2 separate regions of the Mus musculus genome follow, and region 1 is linked to region 2. The links are chromatin contacts, called in public Hi-C maps. All regions are on one chromosome and are shown on one strand. Each heading gives the region's core, a stretch centred on a gene start, on an enhancer-like site or on the middle of the called end of the contact. The rest is flanking DNA. Distances are from core to core; before and after follow the strand shown.

Region 1 (3,725 bases), core at 1,089-3,588, 110 kb after region 2:
TGGCTTCACACCCTCCCTCCCAGCTAAGGTGCAGGGCCACCCCTGGCTTTTTATGTGGGTGTGGAGGATCTAATCTCAGGTCTTTGTTCTAAGCCACAAGTGGGTGCTGGGAACTGAACCAAGGTCCTGTGTGAGAGCAACAAGTGCTCTTAACTGCTACACCATCATTCCAGCCCCTAGATCACAGTTCTTAACTACTTACTATCTTATGTGTCTGAAAGCTTGATCTACTCAGCAATTGCGCTATATCTTATCTTTTCTTTGCTGCTGGTAAATGTTATCATCCAAAATGCATTTATATAGCCTCTGTTATTTATAGGCATGGCACAGTCAGAGGGGAAAGATAGTACCTACTGAGAAAGAGCAGGGGCAAGTGTGTAGATGGCAGTGCTGAGGCAGTTCAGCTACGAAGTAGGGGCTTTGACACTCCTAATACTTCAATAAACAGTTTACCAATTCCATGATAAACACTATTAAAAACTATTAAACTATTATTTTAACTATTAGTTAAAAACTATTTGGCTTGAGAGGCCAGAAGAGGACATTAATAACTTTTTATCACTTTGATATATATTTTCCTTTTCATATTTCTGAATGACATGTTTTATTACCGTTACTAGTTTAAATAGTAGCTTGCCTTTTTCTTCTGGTCTCAGTGTGACATAACATAGCAATGCTTCATCTTTCATTTGGCAGAAGCTTAAACACACGAACACATGGATTTTTGGCGTGTCCAAGGTGTTTCATGTATGTGTGATCCTGTAATGTGCTGGGCTTCAGACAGCATGTGTCAGCATGCTAGAGACTTCATCAGCTCACCTCCTCCTGGCGGGCTAACACACGCTCACTTAAGTACAGCTGCTTATCTTTCTTCCCCATTAGCTCCCTCATTTCTTCAGCAAATAAAAACGTTCTATCTTTAGCTCCAGCATCTTTCCTAGGTTCTGATTCACAAGTGGCACACAAGTGTTAGTATTTTGTTGTGTTGACATCACATCAAATTCACTACAGTGTAGCATCTTCTTCCAAGTCGATTCCAAGCTTCCCAACACACTACCTTGGGGACCATCCCATAATATTCTTTCCTTTAACCTTGCTGTCCTGCACACTTCCTACATTACAAAGACCTTTACACATCCCCTGTCCCATTGACCCTTCCTAGTTCTCACCCTGGTCTAACCATAACTTTTCCCTCTGACACATCCATTATCACCTGTGTCTGATTTTTCTTTCAAAGCTAAGGTGGCTCATTCAGGAAGAAGCCTTTCCTGACAGTTAATAGTTTACACCGAGTCCAAGTCTTGTCTTAACTCCCATGGACTGTGGTGTGTATACTACTAATGTGACAGTGTGCACTTCATTGTGCTGCTTTCTATTCTTTTTTTGCATGGGAAATGCTTTTTGAAGAGAATTTTGTGAGAGCAGAGACTCCAGTGTAGTCAAACAGGTGAGCTCTAGGTTGAGTGAAAGACTGTCTCAAAATGTAAGGTGGGGATGGATAGAGAAAGACACCAGCATCGACCTTTGATCTCTTCAAGTACACACAGGTAACACATACTTCTTCCCCCACCCCCAATTCACCTCCCCCAGCAATACTCAATATTTGTTTTCACTTATGTCAGAGTTGGTGTCTACAAAATGGCACAAATCAAAAGCAGGGTGTGAGGGAAGGAGGGGGATATTATTTTTGGCAAATGTGGGAACGGATGGTTCAAGTTGCCTGATGGGGCATGTAGTGTCTATTCTGGGACGGAGTTTTTTTTTTTTTTTTTTTTTTTTGGCGGGTCAGGGACAGGGTCTTGCTGTGTATCTCAGGCTGACCCTCTTACTCTCCATCCTCTTGCCTCAGCCTCCCTAGAGGTGAGAATGTCACCGTGTGTAGCTATTGCTGCTCATAGGCTCAACCCAGAGGCTCTAGAAACGGTTTCTCACTAGAAGTAACTTCTCAACTTTACTGGGGCAAGTAGTCTTTGCTTAGCTCTAAGAAAGTAGGCTGGCTGCTGTAGGGCACTGACCCAGGAGGAAGACCTGCCACTCGGGATGAGGACTGGCCAAGGGCTCGCCAGTGCGAAGAGCGCAGGAGCCGCCCCTCACAGGAATCCGTGGGCTAAGCAGCCGCTCAAGCTTTGGCCGTGGTCCCGGGAAAGAGGAGCAAGGGGCTTTCCACCTGCCCCTGACCTAACCCCAGCCGCCAGGCTTCTCGAATTCCAGGGCTTGCACCCCGCCTCCCGCAACGTGGCAGTCTAGCTCTCCCAGTCCCGCCCCTCCACGATGACTCCGCCCACCACTCCGCCCCCTCGCCTTACGGGCTCGCTCCCGTGAGCGCCGCTGGGAGCGCGCGTGCTCCTCGGGCTGTGAGTGCGCAGGCGCATTCGCTGGTTCTCTGCGGGCGCCAATTCTGGAGAGCAGAGGCTGGTAAGAGCCTGGGGTTGCCGAGGTCTGGAGGCGGCAGGCGTCGGGAGGTCCCGGCAGCCGGCTCGAGCGGGCTTCTCGGGGGCTTGTTGGGAGGTCTCGCCCATCCCCGAGATCCCCGGCGTGTGGCTGTCCTGCAGAAGTGACGCGGCCTGGCCGGATTGGCCTCGGCGACCCTGTCCCCGCCGTCCTGTGGGTCTGTCCCTCCCGAGGCTGATGTCCCGAGGGTACCTTAGCAGGAAAAAGAAGTCTGGGACTTGACGGTCTGGCCCCTTGTCGGGATGTGCCTGCTATCTGTGCGTGGCCTCCTGAGAAAGTTGCTGAGCTGCTCTTGCAGGTGGCACAGCAGTCGCCTGCTGTTTAAGGGGGAGATAGCCCGAATGGTGGCACTGGGAGGCAGAGGCAGGAGGATCTCAGGTTTCCAGGCCAGCCTGTTCTACATTGGAGAGTTTTAGGCTAGCCAGAGCAACACGGTGAGACCTCGTGTTTCACTGTGTTTCACACAGGACTTCCGAAAATGTAGTATCCCTCACTCTCTCCTCCCTTCTCCTGCCCACATTTGTCCACCCCGACTACCTTCTCTAGTCAAGTGGGTTCCTGCTTTCTGCCAACCGAACTCTAAGGATGGAAGGACATTGAAAGGACTAGAAATGATCTTTGCTCGCATAGCAATTTTGTTCTGAATAACAAGTGAATGGCATTTCCTCATAAGCTCGTTTGTTGGAATAACATGCTTGCAGAACCATACTGTACATAATTCTACTGGAACTTGTTGCTCATCACTCACCCAGGGAACGTATCTTTTTCTGTTTCTCAGTTCAAATAACAATATTCATTTCATCTCACAAGACCTCTCCAGAGAACCCCCCTCCTCATTAACCCTACCCCCTTAGGTAATTTTTGTTGTTGTTGTTTCTGTTGTTGATCTGTGGCTTTAAAAATGTATGGTTAAATACAATGCAGGGTGTTCTTTCAATTCTTTTTTTTTTTTTAATTTTTTATTAGGTATCGTCCTCATTTACATTTCCAATGCTATCCCAAAAGTCCCCCATACACTCACCCCCACTCCCCTCCCCACCCACTCCCCCTTTTTGGCCCTGGCGTTCCCCTGTACTGGGGCATATAAAGTTTGCAAGTCCAATGGGCCTCTCTTTCCAGTGATGGCCGACTAGGCCATCTTTTGATACATATGCAGCTAGAGTCAAGAGCTCCGGGGTACTGGTTAGTTCATAATGTTGTTCCACCTATAGGGTTGCAGATCCCTTTAGTTCCTTGGCTACTTTCTCTAGCTCAATTTATTTATTTTTTTTATT
Region 2 (3,885 bases), core at 67-2,566:
AAACAAACAAACCTTTAAAAGTATTTTCTATAGACAAAATAATTTTAAAACACCTATTATATGTAAAATTTTTAACAATGACAATTCTAAGTTCATTTAATTCCAACATCTCTCCCTACAAAATAGAACATTTAACTCAATCGAACATTTTAGGGAAAATCCAGTTTATTAAAATAGTCAAATTATGAGCTATTAGCAAGTTATATTGAGCAAATATGATTTTGTTGAAATATTCTAATGTACATTATAATTTATCTGTATAACTTTTATACTAGAAATGCAATAAAATTGCATATATACAAAAACCCTATATTTCTTTTAATTTTCTATACTGTGCAGTATAGCTACCTTATGAAGTTGCTAGATGAACTAATGAGTTGCCCCCCCAAAAAAATAAAATTTAAGTACAAAAGTACCTCCTTGTCAAATTATACTGAACTTCGGCCTTAAAATAGTCTGCTCTCAAGCACTGTTTCCTTCTATATTTTAGGCAAAAGAGAAAAATCTAAATTTGACAGCAACCAAACAACAGAAAATAAAAGCAACATCAAGATGAGCGTTTCAACTGCTAAGTTCCATAGACCAGATAATAATTTTAAATAATAGTTACATTGCTAATTGTTGAAATAATATGTAATAGTCTTTTTTCTCCTCAATCATTAAAATCTTATATAATATTCCAATAATAATTTGTCATCCAGACAGGGATTTTTCTAGGTAATGTATCACCAAACCACATTTTGTTTCTAGTGTCATCTTCTGGCATCAATCTACGTTATAAAATGATACATTAACTAAAAACTTGATAAACTTTGGAATGAAGTTCACGGGAATGCTACTAAAAATAGGTCCCTTTTAATTTTTTTCAACAAATTTCATATGAACACGGTGATAGAAGTACATTAGGGGTAATAGGAATTCACCCTATATTCGTTTTTAATGAATCTTAGGTTTCACAATTCTTTCATACTCCAAAATTTAATTAGTCGTCGAAAATAACTATCATTTCTTGAGCTCCTATAACATGGAAGACACTCTGCTAAGCATTTTGCGTGCTTTTCTTCAGAGAACCCTCAGAGCCTGCTGCTTCACAAGGTACTGGGTGTGGTGACTAACAGCCCCGCTGTACAGAGATACAAGCGGGGGAGGGGAAAGTGGAGAAGTACGTTAGTTACATGTGAAAGTTAACAATCGGCTTTTGAATACTTCAGATCTAACGCCAAAGCCCGTGCTCTGAAACAGCACATGTATCAACCATCTAATTTTAGGGAGATGGAGTCCTAAGCACACAGAAGAGGAACATACCAACCACGAGATGACACCAGGCTGGATTAGCAACAGGAAGACACTGCTAAGCACTAAAGAGAGAAGGAAACTTAAGCCATACAGATTGCCACGGCAATGTTTACCAAGACAGCAAGGCTTGTTGTCTTCCGCATACACCCATTTGTTTGGCACTATTTTGAGGTGATTGCAGAGAATCATGGTTTCCAAGTTTCTTTACGAATGTTTTTCACTCTAGATTAAAATTTCAAACTTTTAGGATCACTGTGTTTGCACGGCTCTCCCACACCGTACTTTCACTAGACACAGTGCCCACCGACTTCTTTAAGCATCTGATGATGAAAAGCAATAATTGCCAGGAAATGAACTGTACGTATTTAAACATCACCTGATCACTTCTCCTATATAGGAAATGAAGCTGTTTTCACCGACCAAGAAAATCTGTGACATACGATTACAAGAAAGGAGAACCACGCTTTATAAAGCAGGAATGGCATCCATGTGCTGCTGGTGTAAGGAGCAAGCCAGTCGCTAGCAGCACTGAAATCCTTGCAGTGGGTTTCCTCGAGCTCATTAGATATTCCCTGGCTGATTCTCCTAAGTAATTAGATTTTAACAGGATTTTCAACAGATCAGAGCAATCTCTGTGGGTGCCAATAGAAGAGTCCCCCTCTGGCCTTGCCGGCAGGGTGGAGCAGATAACATCCAGACTGGGAGTTAATAGGACAATTACTGGCCTCTTTTAAATGAGTTACATTAATGCACTTAAGCTAAATGGCTCTGCATATGATTAAATATTAACATCTGCAAAATACAAAATCATCTATGCAATCAAGTCCTGTTGTTTTAATTTCCCCAAAGAAAGACTCCAGTTGTTTACACAAATGCCTTTAAATATTGTAGACTAAATATTTCTAGGGTGTACGAACTGAAAGTTGGAAGCCACTCTTGTCTCTTGAGACTCCTAACAGATCATTACTTTTAGGATGTCTTCATTGGTCAAGACAGAGAAGCTATAAAACCCAGACAAACATATAATAATAACAGTAATGATGTTCAGGTCTTGGACAATGAGAAGAATAAAACAGGTTGCAGAAAAAGGAAAGGTGAGTGTGGGACACTCCGGAGCAGCCCGAGCTGGCTTGAATTCCCCTGACAGAGTCCCAGAGGAGAGAGTGCTCGGGCAAAGAAGGACAAGAAGGCTGAAGGATCTGTGGCTCATTCCCTGCTGAAGCCCAGATGTATCCCTAAATTTATACACTAGGATTATATCTAAATCATCTAATCACATTCAGTATAAATCTGGTATACACCTGAATGGTCTGCTAACACTTGATATTATTGGAATAATGCTTACACATCTTAGGTTGAGTCACAAGCTTCTCTAATTTTCAAAAATAGGAGTGGGTAAGATGTCTCAGCAGGTAAGGGCACTTGCTGCCAGGCCTGACAACCTAGGTTTGATTCCTTGAACACCTCCCGTCCCCACCCCACCCCCCGAAAAAACAATTCCCACAGGTTTTCCTCTGACCTCCATATACATACACACAATTATAATAAATAAAATAAAAAGATGTTTTTTTAAAAAGAAGGGCCTAACGTGTGGTTCAGCATTCAGATAATCTTGTTCTGTAACCCTCATGGTTTAGGTGTCATTCAGGAAGCCCCCCCTTGGCCTCGTTTTTTCAATGGGATGGCTACACGTGCTGCCTTTCCTGTATATTGGAAATGCTGGGCTGATGGGAGGGCAGTTCGGTCCATCACTAATTTCCTGGGTGACTTCAAACAAGTCCTTTAATATTTCTTGGTTTTGTTATCTGCGAGTATGCCATTCTGCTTGTGAGGGTTGGTCTCTGGAATTCATGACACTTCAAACTGGGTGCAGTGACTTGTGCCTGCAATCTCAGCATTAGGGAGGCAGAGGCCAGAAGATCAGGTGTTCAGGGTCACCCTTGGCTTCATCAAGTGCAAATCTAGTCAATAATACATGAAACTCTATCTCAAACAAAAAAGGGGAAAGAGAAAGAGGAAGAGAGGAGGAGGGGAGAGTGGGGAAGGGAAAGAGGGAAAAGAGAAGGGAAGGAGGAAGAAGCAAGAGGACAAGCTTTCTCTCCTAGTTTTAGCTTTTAGCTGTATGACAGCTAACCCGACACTGTGCTAGAATAAGCAACATTCTATATTTATGGCGCTTACAAAAATATAGAATCTACAGCATTATAATCTCATGTTGCTCTTGCAGAAAATCCTGTTTGTCCCATTCTTACCCACTCCTGGAAGCCAGTCAGAGAGACGTGACCTACAGGTATCAGGGATATTCATAGACACCTATGTGTTTCTGTTAAAATTCATATGGCTCCTATTTCTGAGCAGATCTTCATATCCAAGAAGAAAAGGAGGAGGGAGAGGAGAAAGAGAAAGAACAGGAAGAAGAAGAGGAAAAGAAAAGAGAAAGAACAAAGGCATGGGGTAGAGAGATGGCTCAGCAGTTAGGAGTGCTTGCTGCTCTCGCAGAGGATCTGAGTTCAGTTCCCAGCACTTACTTGGTGGCTCATAGCTGTAATACACAGTTCCACCTCCAGTGGGATCCAACGCCATCTTCTG

The links. Hi-C and Micro-C count contacts between places; a contact is called where the count stands out from the background.
Region 1: a contact with region 2 is called in a Hi-C map of the N1E-115 cell line, with 1.8 times the contacts expected there. The contact joins the promoter of Alg6 here to the enhancer-like site in region 2. A contact is called at or near these places in 2 of 39 promoter capture datasets (frontonasal cranial neural crest and hippocampal neurons), 1 of 484 Hi-C or Micro-C datasets (the N1E-115 cell line), 1 of 115 datasets of contacts at active chromatin or transcription factors (embryonic stem cells) and 1 of 9 other capture datasets (adipose tissue).

What each region holds. Positions count from the first base shown.
Region 1 is chr4:99,713,292-99,717,016 of GRCm38.p6, forward strand. It overlaps Alg6 (asparagine-linked glycosylation 6 (alpha-1,3,-glucosyltransferase)), which reads left to right and starts at 2,339. Exons shown (of 15, transcript NM_001081264.1): 1 at 2,339-2,415.
Region 2 is chr4:99,599,780-99,603,664 of GRCm38.p6, forward strand. No RefSeq gene overlaps it. Among named protein-coding and RNA genes, the nearest start is that of Gm40211, 32 kb to the left of the region's middle. Within about 2 kb of position 1,317, at least 6 of the 459 cell types and tissues checked have an H3K27ac peak or open chromatin away from gene starts, as enhancers often do. A contact at or near this core is called in the N1E-115 cell line, where this site is marked.